Linked DNA regions of Mus musculus: region 1 is linked to region 2. A link is a contact called in public Micro-C data. All regions are on one chromosome and are shown on one strand. The core of a region is the stretch at or near the end of the contact, and the rest is flanking DNA. Distances in the headings are between cores, read along the strand shown.

The links. A called contact is a pair of places that touch in the nucleus more often than the background predicts.
Region 1: a Micro-C map of palatal mesenchyme shows a contact between it and region 2, with 5 times the contacts expected there. The contact joins the promoter of Bcl9l here to the promoter of Cbl in region 2. A contact is called at or near these places in 15 of 39 promoter capture datasets (the 3T3-L1 cell line, the C10 cell line, HPC-7-derived erythroid cells and 10 more), 8 of 484 Hi-C or Micro-C datasets (CD8 T cells, the G1E-ER4 cell line, embryonic limb bud and 2 more), 2 of 115 datasets of contacts at active chromatin or transcription factors (the SCID.adh cell line and pancreatic cancer cells) and 3 of 9 other capture datasets (adipose tissue, liver and pancreatic islet).

What each region holds. Positions count from the first base shown.
Region 1 is chr9:44,495,193-44,501,249 of GRCm38.p6, forward strand. Bcl9l (B cell CLL/lymphoma 9-like) reads left to right here and starts at 3,944. Exons shown (of 9, transcript NM_030256.3): 1 at 3,944-4,081; 2 at 4,256-4,357; 3 at 5,553-5,938. The coding sequence starts at 4,332.
Region 2 is chr9:44,229,263-44,235,829 of GRCm38.p6, forward strand. It overlaps Cbl (Casitas B-lineage lymphoma), which reads right to left and starts at 4,784. Exons shown (of 16, transcript NM_007619.2): 1 at 4,438-4,784. The coding sequence starts at 4,626.

The DNA.
Region 1 (6,057 bases), core at 2,694-5,193, 270 kb after region 2:
GCCTTGGGCGGGTGGGGTGGGCGGGGGTGGGCTGTGGTTTCCTGTGTTGGCTGTTTGTGCCTGGCCCAGAGTGCCCGCTGCCTGCCTGGGCTTCCTGCCCTGTCTTGTTTCCTAGTGCTCTCCCCCCTCCCCACCCCTCTCCCTAGGGGGAGGGAGTAACTAGGGATTGGGCATCAGTCTTTTGGGGGCACCCTACTGCCAGGGCATGATTACTTCCTGAGGTCTGGACTCACTGGTAATGGCTGAAAGAGCCAAAAGAAGTGAGGTGAACTTAGGCCTGTCCTGGCAAGGCCATTTGTCCCCACAGGCTCCAGAGGGACAGTGGTCCAGCAAGAGTAGAACTAATCTCCCACAGGCATTCTGTTTAAAGATCCTGCATTGCAAAGGTCTAGGATCAGCAGACTTGACGGTCCTGCAGGGTTAGGATTGTATGACCTTACCCTGGGGCTATAGGTGGGGCAGGCTGGAAACTCCCAGGTGAAGCCTCCTAAGCAAAACTGGTTTATTTGCATGGACTCCTGGGAGGGGAGTTGTAGCTAGGAAGGGGGGCAGGACCCCACCCCACCCCCAAGCCTGGAAGTCCCCACCTAGAGGGTCCCCACTAAAATAACACCTTGGGTCCTCTCTTTGAGCTAGGTTCTGAATCCCCAACCTCCTAGCTGAGTCACCACCTCAGGGAAACTTATCTGAGTGCTACAAGGAAGCTTCTGAGATCCAGGGGACACCAGGAGAAAGGGGACTTGGGACATTGTCTTGGGAACTGAATCTCCCTCGGCCCAGAACCTGCTCCCTATGAATCCCACATTTTTTTTCTCTAGATGTCTCTGCTCACTGCACGTGAGGGACATGGCCCACCCAAGCATTTCTCACTGTTCCCGGGGTTTCCCTGGCCTCGCAGACATAGTGCATAGGTTCTCCGATGAAGTATTTATTTTACTGATGACATCATTGGCCTTGAAGTGAAATGTATTTTGGTTGTTGTCGTCACCATAGTTGTTGCATGTGTACATCTGCGTGTGTGTGTGTGTGTGTGTGTGTGTGTGTGTGATAGCATCTCACTACACAGACCTAGATGGCCCGGAATCTGGTATGTAGCCTGGGATAGCCTACAAATGAGAAAGCCAGCCTCATTTTACCTCCGGAGTTGATCGGGTTGAAGGTGTAAGCCACCACAAGCATAAATAAGAATTTATTTTGTACAAAGAATCTTCTGGAACGCACTGTGTAGCTTGGGCTGATCTTGAATCCACAGACATCTTCCTGCCTCAGCTTCCTGAGCGCTGAGACTCTAGGGCTGAGCCACAGTTCCTGGCTTCCCCCGAGACGGTTGGGAGACTAGTGGGATGTCTGGGCTGGTCAAGCAGGCTCGCAGCCTGGAGACGGGCAGATTGCATGGGTATGTGGATGCTTGCCCAACTGGGGAACAGTTGTGTTGAACAGGGCTGACACAAAACACCCGAAGGCTCTGGCCATGGCCTTCCTTGTCTCCCCCCTCCTCCTGGGATTGCTCTCCCTAACCCTTCACCTGGGGCCTACCCTTATTTTAACACAGTGGAGGCCAGTGACCCCGCTTCAGGCTTTTTGTTTCAGAAGCTCAACAAGCATCCCAAAGCTGGCCTGGGTCCTATCTCAGCCGCCCAAGGGCTGGGATCATAGACCTCTGCCCACCAGGCCTGGGTCTGGCTTCTTTGTCTCAGCGGCAGCTTTGCCCCAGGCACAAGCTCCTGGGTTTGCTTCTGGCCTTTCTTTCACTCAGGTGACTTGCACCTGCTCCCTGTTTGTGAGCTTATGTCACCCTTCGCCAGTGTGGCGTCCCCAAAGTCCAGCCTCCCCCGACACGCCACATCTCACACACACCACATCTCCAGGGGCTCCCGGTGCTAGGGAGGCAACTTGCTGGTTCAGTGCTAAAGCATTTCCCTGCCAACCATTGGCTTCTCAAGGCTACAGATTTCAGGTGTCATCTGGGACCGAGCAGAGAGGAAGAGGGGTCTCTGGGAGCTGGGGCCAAGTCCTGAAGGGCAGACAGAGAGATGCTGGATGGGAAAGCCCTGACTCATCTGTCCTTACCTCAGCTCGCCTTGCAGCTGGGTGGGAGCAGGAGGCGGAGTCCTAGGGGGCACTTTTCAGATTCGCTGGAACTACTGAAGAGGACCAGTTTCCTAACAGCCCCTCCCTGGATTGTTATAGTAGTGGCCCTCCCCCTCCCACCCGTAGCTTATTGGGGGAAGGTTTTGAAATCTTGCTAGGTAGTTTAAGCCATCCTGGAACTCACAGGTTGGGCTTAAATTTGTGATCTCCTGCCTTAGCCCCCCAAGGGCGAGGGTTACAGCAGTGAGTCACTATGCCAAGATTAGGGTTCCAGTTTTTGAGATCCCTCAACAGAAAGTTCTAGATAGCCCGTCCCCATCCCTCATAACAGGTGATAAGTTCTGGGGGCTCATGTGTGAAAAGCCCACTGACTTGATTTAGACTGAGATGAATAGTCAGGGGCCCAAAGTACCTGGAGTGGGGGTCCTGGGTCGCCCATGCTGTCATGTGACCCAAGAGCACACAGCTTTTCTGGAACCTCAGTTCCTCCTTGTGAGACTGGGGAGATAGCTTTGAGAATCAACCAGGGATGGAGGTGAGAACTTAAACAGCAGGTCCTCTATTGACCAAGGTGATTTCCCCAGGACTCCTCAGTGACTTCTGCCTTTCTGTTCTTTCCTGGTTGTGGTGTGTGTGTGTGTGTGTGTGTGTGTGTGTGTGTGTGTGTGCTGCAAACTAGGTCCTAGGACTTTGGGATCTTTTTCAGAGACAGAGTTGGAGTGGGGAAGCCCAGTGTTCTATAGGGGTTAGACGGCTGCAAAGTACCTGGGAGGTTTCCCCCTTGCTTGGAGGTTCCAGCCCGGCTTCCAGCAGCTGAGCCGGGAGCTGGAGTGTACACGGGTGTGTCTAGCTGGACCTGTCGCGGGAAGAGCCTCTAGGGCTCAAGACTCCTCCCCTTCCCTCCCCCACCTTCTACCGGGATCTCTGCTGGGGGCGGGGAAAGGGGACAGAGCAGGGGGCGGTTGCTTGAGGTGTCTGTGTTTGTGTAAGTCAGCTTGTTGGTGTCTCTGTGGCCCTCTGTGTATTCTTTGTGACTGTCGGGCTCAACTTTCTATGGCTCCCTTGTGTCTGGGTCTCAGTCTTCACATCTGTTCAATGAGTCCACCGGCTATCCCTCTGCTGGGTGGCCGGGGTATCTGTGTGCCCCAGGCTGCCCGGCGACTCCGGCTGGTTCGCGCTGCCCAGTCCCTCGGGCACACCTCCGTCGGCTGGCCGTGAGCGTCTCTAGTTTCCTGGGCTCCGTGCGTGTCTTTGTCTCCCTGTCCACGTGTGAGATGTAAGTGTGCGTGTGAGTCACAGAGAGGTGCTTGTGGGTCTCTTAAGTCCCAGCTCTGTGCGCCCAGTCTGCCCAACCGGCTAGCGCCCTTTTAGTCCCTGGAGGACTTGTCCATGTGTCTGTCTGCGCGCCCTCCAGTGGACCCGGGAGATCCACGCTGCAGTCCTGTCCGCTTCCCTCAACCTCGCTCGCTGCCTCGCTGGCTCTCTTGCTCCAAGCTCGCTCTGTCTCTACACTCGGGCTTTGCCGAAGGGGGCGGGGTAGGGGGGGTGCAAGGGAGGGGGGAGGGGAGGCTCCTGCATTCTTGCGGTCGGGGAGGAATCTGAGCCAGCGTTACTGGTCTCCAAAAGAGCCCAGCTGCAGCCTCGGGGCCCCGCCAGGCCTCTCGCTGCCCGCCCGGGCCTGCCGGGATGGGCACGGGCTAGGCCTGGAGCTGGGGGCGGGGCAGGGCAGTGCGCCCACCCCGGCCCCTGGGAGGCTGCAGCGCCCGGGGACAGGGCGCAGTGCTGGGGCGGGGCGTGAGGGATTCCCGAATCCTGGGCGAGGGGCGTGTCTCGGAGCGGGAGTCCCCCAGTGGGCCAGAGCAGACCTCGCAGCCGCCCCACGCGTCACTTTTGCGACCAAGCCTATTAGTGAATTCTGACTCTACAGCCCTTGGAGGGGGGTGCCTAGGGTGGGGGGCTTGCACGATACTGCAAGCTCCCCGTGGACAAGGTGTGGAAGGGATGGGGACTGGACTGGTCTTTAGGATTGAGAAGTCCTCTCTCTCCAATCCTATCCTACCCTATCCAGTTCCTTAGTCCCGGGGCGTTGGGTTCTCCCTTTCCCTCCCCTTCACACACCCCCTCCCTAAGTCACAAGTTTTCTCTTTGGGGCTTGTTGCTGCAGTCCCTGCTCCAGTACCGAGTACCTGGCTGGGCCCTGGGCACGCACAGGGGTCGTAGCCCCACTGTGTGTGGGAGCCATGAGGATCCTGGCTAACAAGACAAGGTGTGTGGGTGTCACGGAGGGTGGGATATATGTGTGTATGGAGAGTGGGGAAGGGAAGGGCCCATGATGATGGGGCCAAGCTGTTTGGAGAGGAGCCCTTCGGGCACCTGGTTTCCTGGCCACCAGTGGGTTGAAGGGAAGTAGCATGGTAAAGTCTGGCCCCAGGCAGGAGCTGGCAGCCAGCCTTAGCGCCTGGGCCCAGGGGGCAGAGGAGACTGGCAGCTAGCTTTGCCTGCTTCTGGTCCCTTCTTCCCTTCTAAAACCGTTAGAACAGACCCTCATCCTACCCTAGTGTTGGGGGTGTGATGGCGCCCTCCAGCCTCAGTCTAGTCGGGGGTAGGAGCTGGAGTGGGGGTGGTGCCTGCCTCCCTCCTCCCCAGGAGAAGCGGGCAGACAGGGCCAGGCGGCGGCAGCAGGACAGCAGAGCTGAAATAAATCTGAGCTGGTGTGGAATGAGGGGGGATAAATATCCTCTCCCGTGATGTGATCTTTCCAGCGGCTATTAATAGGTCTCCGGGGAGGGGGAGGCGGTGGGGGGAGCGGGCTGGAGCTTAAAGGGCCCGCAGCCTAGGCTGCAGGAATCCATGGCTTCAAGCTGTACTCTTGTCTGCTTGACATGCCCCCCCCCCCAATCCCTGCCTGCTGACAGGGCCTACTGGCCCACCCTCTTCAGGCCTTCCCCACTTAGGCTCTGGGGAGTCTTCTGGACCTGTGGGTACCACTCTCGGTTATGCTTTCCCTAGTACCCTAGGGAATAGGGCTCGGGCTTGAGCAGTGACTCACAGGTCCTGTGGCCCTTCTCAGCTAGTTGTCAGGGCACAGCGTAGTTGAGGTCTGGGGCCTTGGAAAGGAGTCTTAAACCCTAGAAGGTGCGAAGAATCCATCAGATGCTAGGGAGAAAGGGCTTTAGTGGAAGCGCTGGATCCTGGGGCTGAAGGTAGATAGATTCTGCCAAGTCAAAGCCCAGGGTTTCCATTTGAGTTGAGCCTAGAAGATAAGGAACACTGTTCCATCGCCACTCCCCCAGGTGGACAGAGCTCTGCTCTTATCTGAGGAACTGCACAGAGGTAGGGAATAGCAGGTGGTCTCCAGATAGCACCTCACCACCCCCTGCATTGTTAGGAGAGAGCTAAAGTCCAGGCATGCCTGATGCCTTGCAGGATTAATCTTTCCTGTTTCTCCTCCCTTTCCCCAGGTTACCCCACCCCAGGAGGAGAGAGGCTCCAGGGAGTCCACCGCTGTCCCCTCGGGGCCACTGCCCCCCTGCCCCAGCCAAGCCAATGCACCCAGAAAATAAACTGACCAATCATGGCAAGACAGGGAATGGAGGGGCCCAATCCCAGCACCAGAATGTGAACCAAGGACCCACCTGCAACCTGGGCTCCAAGGGCGTGGGGGCGGGGAGCCATGGGGCCAAGGCCAACCAGATCTCACCTAGCAACTCAAGTCTGAAGAACCCCCAGGCAGGAGTGTCTCCTTTCAGCTCACTCAAGGGCAAGGTGAAGCGCGAGAGGAGTGTGTCTGTGGACTCTGGAGAGCAGCGGGAAGCTGGGACTCCATCCCTCGATTCAGAGGCCAAAGGTACTGTATACTGTATTCCCTCACCTCTAGACTTCAACATCATCTACAGCCCCGAGTGAGCGAGACCCAAACTGCTCAGAGACCAGCCCTTACTCGAGTCTCATCCTTGTGTTGCCACC
Region 2 (6,567 bases), core at 3,534-6,033:
CTGCAGTGTGTGAGCCTAACACCTAGCACCTGCCTGGAACTCAGCAGGCAAATCAAATGGAAGGGAGAGAGGAGGGAAGGACAACAAGCCCAATGAAAACACTAAAGACATTTTACTTCCAAATATACTAATTTACCCAATGTTCTTTTGGGAGTAGGGAACAGGTGGGGACAAAGAAAGATGACAGAAGGAAATCACTTTCTTCATTTTTATTATTTAGTGTATGCACACATGTGCCTGTATGTGTGCTGTGTTCAAAGGACAATGTGTAGGACTTGGGTCTCCTTCCACTTTGTGCATTCTGAGGCTAACTCGGAAGGCAGCAGGGCCATTTACCTGCTGAGCCATCTCACTGCCCCCAAATCATCCTTTTTTGAAAATACTTCTTTTAACCTCAAAAACTGAAAGCTATGTATGGTGATGCCTGCCTGTAATGCAGGAGTGCCTGGGCTACAGTGATCCTAAGATCCTACCACTGCAGAGGGAGAAAATTGTGGCCTGGAAGATCTTCAAGCTGAGAATAGTTTTTAAGTTTTAAAACCTCAAAACAACAACAAAAGATATGGGATTAAGCATGCTAACCAGCAAGACCAAAATATTTACTATCTTTCTCTTTACCGGAAATGTCTGCCAACCCCAGCTGTACTTTACAATGGCATTTTCCAGCTCTCTAAATTAAATATCTTGGTGATTTAAAATTTACATGTTAAGGTCATTTGAAACTTCTTTCCATCCTCACTTCTCTGTCTAGTCTTTGAAGTACTAGGCAACTTCTTTACAGAGAAATAATTCTGCGAATATTTACTACAATAGCCTGGTAACACGGGGGGGGGGGGGGGGGGAGAGGACAAGCAAAAAAGAAAAAACAAACGGGGCCTATGTTGAGCAAAGGCCACAGCTTAGATGAGCTGCAGACATCCAACACTGAGGGAAGGAGCGGACCAGCAGTCCCCAGGGCTTGGTGAACAGCGGGCTGGAATAAGACACACCTAACCTTCACAAGAACAAGACAGGCATGAAGTGATGACTCAGGGACTCACTCCAGAATTCCACACATCAGGAAGATGCAATGAGGCGCTCAAGAGATCACTCAGCAGCCACTGCTCTTAGCAGAAGACCTAGGTTCACTTCCCAGAACCTGCACGGAAGTTCACAGCAGTCTGTTACTCCTGTTCCAGGGGAATCAAGACTCCTGCTGGCCCTCTGTAGACAGCAGGCATACAGAGATGCATATACATTATACACACAGGGAAAACACTCACACATATAAAGCAAAAAGGTATAATGACCCCATTTAAAGACTGGGGGAGGGGCAGTAAGCAGTAACACTCTGTTGGGACTCTCTTGATGGAAGTAGTGAACTGACTCTCACAAGTTGTCCTTTGATGGCCACACATGGGCTATCGAATGCATAAACACACACACACACACACATAATGTGTATTTTTTTTTTTATAAAGATTTATTTACTATACATAAGTATACTGTAGTTGTCTTCTGACACACCAGAAGAGGGCATCAGATCTCATTACAGGTGGTTGTGAGCCACCATGTGGTTGCTGGGATTTGAACTTAGGACTTTCAGAAGAGCAGTCAGTGCTCTTAACCACTGAGCCATCTCACCAGCCCATAATGTGTATTTTTAAAAGACCTTAAAAAAAAAAAAAAAAAGTAAGCCGGACGTGGTGGCACACGCCTTTAATCCCAGCACTTGGGAGGCAGAGGCAGGCGGATTTCTAAGTTTGAGGCCAGCCTGGTCTACAAAATGAGTTCCAGGTCAGCCAGAGCTACACAGAGAAACCCTGTCTCAAAAAAACCAAAAAAAAAAAAAAAAAAAAAAAGTAAAAAGAAACCCCAAAACTCCAAGGGCAAAGGAGTTGGTGCAATTTAGCAAGTACTAGATATTAAGTAACAGTCCGGAAGTATTAAGAAAATCTGGAAGTCTGAAAAGTGGTACAAACCTGCAGGCCTAAGCTGAGAAAGGGCTGAGCACAATTAGTGGCGGGTTAGATGACACACTGCTGAAACCATCTTCAGAAACAAGCACTAAGGAGTAAAACATCCCGTCTTCCTAGACTAGAAGGGTAAAGCTAGCAGCCTGCTGTCCTTGAAACCACCAAAATCTAAACAGGTTCAATCAAAACTCTGAGACTGTAAGTGATTGAACATCCCTAGGAAAACTCAAATTTCAATACGCTCAAGTGATAAAAACACGGATCAAATAAAGGAGGGCTTACTTGGGCTGCCATGCAGAATAGCTAGAACCTTTCATTAGCAGAAACATAGTTTTAATGCTCCTTATTTTACAGAAGTCACTAATCAGGATCACTTTGACACAATGAACCCACTCAGACATCCTATATGGGAAACTAGCTAGAAATGAAACTATTTTTCTCTACCAGGAGTCCCCAACAGTTAATCTCCCAAAATGTTAACCTACAAACTTCAAACTGTAAAGACATTCAATATTTTTGTAAAGATGTCAACACATGGATTTAGGCAACACTTGACAGGCTGAGGCAGGACTGCTGTGAGTTCCAGACTGGCCTGAAGATGCATAGTGAAAGCTTGTCTTGAGAAACTAACATGGATGAATGTTGAGTCAAAAGTTCTGTGGGTGGGTTGGTGTCCTAATCACTCCACCAGGGCTTCTGCTGGGCCACAGGAGGCAGCCACCCCAGGCTCCATAGCACCTTGTCTGGCCTCAGTGGGAGAGATTACAGAGACTTCAAGTGACAGAGTCAAGGGGATACCCAGGGGGACACCCACCTGCTCAGAAATGAAGGGGAGGGGGATTGGGGAAAAGGGGTGACCAGGAGAAGGGTGACCAGGAGAAGTGTGAGGGATGTGAGTAAGAAAACAAACAAACAAAATGGTTACATTCCCTGCCATCTCCAGACAGTCTTGGTTATACTGGGCCTGGAGAGACTGTGCAGTGGTTAAGAGCATTTGTTGTTCATGCAGAAGACACAGGTTCAATTCCCAGCATCTGGCTCGAAAGCACCCATAACTCCAGTTCCAGGGAACCCAACATCTGACTGCATGCATGTGATACAATCATACATGCACACAAAATATCCAAAGTAGTCAAATATTTTAAAAAGAAAAACAAGGTATCAGCATATCTTTTCAATAAAGTCAGTTCCACAACACCAAAATAATCAGCATACTTATGCCATTAATTGCAATATCAACTGGGACCAGGGAGGGGGGCTGCCACAATTCAAATTACTTAATGTAGGGGGGGGGGGGTCAGCCCTGGAAAAGTGGCTCTGAAACCTGGTATGGAGTGCAAGAGTGTTAATTCTCACACAAGACTTATTAAGCATTTATATAGCAGTTACATTGGCCAAGTGCTTCATAATCATTTTATTGGCTGTTTCTAGTCCAAAACAACCCATAGAGAACTTTACAGAAGAGGAACCTAGGCCCAGAGAGGAACCAAAGAAAACCAAATTTACTCCGGAGGAAATAACACCATTCACTTACATGCCGGGGCCTCCTAATCACATTTATCTGCAGTAGGAATGTTGAAAAAAATAATAACTGTGGTAAGAGTTAAGGAAACAGAGCACTGACTTCCAACAAAATGTTAAGACAAGATTGTGTATTCACGTTTAAGTACTGGGGCCAACTACAAGACTACATTATACAGGCTCAACTGTAAGGAAGTAAGATTCTCCTGATTGACAGACTTAAAGGGCTAACCATAGGCAACCCCACCCCCGCACCTGATTTTATAATGGCTATCAAAGGGGTCTTAAATAATAAGCAGGTAGGCCCGTTACAAAAATCAAACACTACAGCCCAGCGAAAAGCACCGAGAGCAAGCAGGAAGTTCTGTAGAAGTCAGACTATTAATTCAGCACGCTCAGTCAGTCCACCTTTCGAAAGATAATGGTTCTAACCAGAACTTGTGGTTTAACCAGTGCCTATCTCAGCAGCAGCGATGGATTACATCCAACACTTTGCAAGACAAAAACTTAAGCCATCCTTAGCGGAGAAGGGAAGTTCCTTCCTTCCCTGCCCCCATTTAAACCCACCTCTTTTTCTTTGATCTGTGTGCTACATCTTAATGAGAAAAAACTATAAGCTCACCCTGACCGCAGTCAGCCGGGCCGCCTCCTGAACCCAAGTCCCTCACCCAGGGCGACTCCTCTTCCAAACCCGGAGCCGTAGCCGGCAGATCCAACACACATCCCACCCCCAGCACCCCAGGCCCACCTCCCGGGGCTCACTCGACGACCCACATCCCCAAGCTCCGCACCCCCATCGCACTTCCGCCCGGGTGGCGCGGTGACCAGCCCTCCCCCAGCCCCCACCCCATCTTTGTCTGGCTCCCCCACACCTCAACGTTCCCAACTGCCAACGGCAGCCCTCCCTGGCGCCCCACCGCCCACGCCCACCCGGCGCCGCGCGCGCCCGCAGGCCGCTCACCTTGTCCATGAGCTTCCAGCACTTCTCCACCATCTTCTTGTCCACCGTGCAGGGAGGGTGCGGGCTGAGGTGGTGGTGGTGGTGGTGCGGCTGGAAGGCGTCCTTCATGAGCCCGATCAGGCCGCCCGCTCCCGAGCCCCCAGAGCCGCCGCCGCCGGCGCCCGAGCTCTTCTTCACGTTGCCGGCCATGGCCAGCGGAGGGTCGGGAGCCCGCTCGGCCGCGAGCGAGGGAATGGAGCCGGGCGAGAAGGAGGGGCCTCTCCGGCAACCACCGCCGGCGCTCGCAGCCCAGGGAGTGAGAGGGAGGCGCCCGCCCTGAGGCGCGCCCCTGCGCGGGCGCGAGCGCGGCCGGCGCAACGCGGGGGCGCGCGCCGGAGACGGGCAAGCACGGCACGCCGCGGCGACCCCCAACGCGCGCACGAGCTCGCGTGCACCCGCGTGCCCCGCGGCTCCCGGAAAGCCTCGACCAAGTTTCCGCGCCCACTGCTCCCGCCCTGACCCACTGGGACGGGCGGGGCGGAGCCCAAAGAAAACTCAGTGCCTGCGCCCTCTGCTGGAGAAGAGAGGAATGGAAGGAAAGAGGTGGGGTCCAAGGTAGAACCTGCGCACTAGGCAGAAGAGAAGCCTGGCCGTCCATGTTCGTTGTGGCCTGGGCTTGTTGCCTCCGGGAGTTGAGTCATGGCTGTGCTCGGATTAAGACGGGTAGGGATGGAAGGAGTCTTCTAAATGTGGATATTGAGCTTCGAGTTATCTGCCTCATCTTGTGGAAAGATGGAAAAAGAAAGCCAAAGTTCGTTTTCTTCCCCTTAGTGTTTTTATTTTTGTGGTGATTGGAATTGAACCTACGACCTCACACATCCTAGACAAGTACCCCACCTTGAGCTATATCCCTATTCCACCATCTTGTTTCACCATGTAGCCCTGGCTGCCTTGGAACTCGCTGTGTAGACCAGGGTGGCTCTGAACTCACAGAGATTCACATGCCTCTACCTCCCGAGCGCAGGGATTAAAAATCGCCTTGGTATTTATAACCCTCAAAGGTTGGGAATTCAGTTGCTGCAGCTTTTTGCAGACTAAGTCACATAAAGGTTTAAGGTTAAGGACACTCGCGTCTCACGCGCTTCTTCCAGACTTTTTAACCTTTTTAAAACAAGTAACTTCCTTTTGATCTTTTTCTTTCTGAAGAGCAATTCCTTTTCTGGGAACTGAATATGTACTTTAAAGATATTCTATTGCTCAGCGGAATGCGCTGGCGGCACGAGGCCCCGCCCACAGAGGCTGTGAGCCACTTGCATGGAGGGAACAGAAATTCAGCTCCCGGACACCTTCACTTCCCTAATCTTCAGACTTCACTAGAAGTACTTTGAAAATAGGAACTTCTTTTCCAAAGAAGAAGAAAGTACCCAACCTTGGTTTGCTAATATTTTTTTAGCTCCAAAACCATTTGGTGACATTAAGTACTCAGTTCTGCCACCAAGCCTTTGGCTGGTAGGTTGTTGAACTTGTCCAGTACTTGAAGAAAGAAAACAGTCTCTGAACACCAGAATTATTCAGTCCCACAACTTTGGGTTGCAAATCAGTCATTTTTTTTTTTTTTTTTCGAGACAGGGTTTCTCTGTGTAGTCCTGGCTGACCTGGAACTCACTCTGTAGACCAGGCTGGCCTCGAACTCAGAAATCCACCTGCCTCTGCCTCCCAAGTGCTGGGATTAAAGGTGTGCGCCACCACGCCCGGCTGCAAGTCAGTCATCTTTAAGACCTTTTTGAACCTGTATTATCATTTCATGTCAATAGCCTGCCTTTTATTTCTTTGTTTTGTTTTTGTTGGTGGTATTGAGCTTGGGGTTTTTGTTTTCAGACAGGGTCTCTCTATGTAGTCCTGGCTATCCTGGAACTCTTTATGTAGAACAGACTGGCCATAAACTCACAAAGATGCTCCTGCCTCTGCCTCCTGGGTGCTGGGATCATAGGCATGTATCACTCTGCCCAGATTTTTATCATTTTCTACCTAGAAAAAAAAAAAAAAAGAAGAATCTACCAAAGAAAAATATAGGCAGCACTCTAAAATTACCATCAAAACTTGGTAAGGCCTGTGCCCCTCCCTAATTGCAGGCCTTCCTTCTTACTCTCC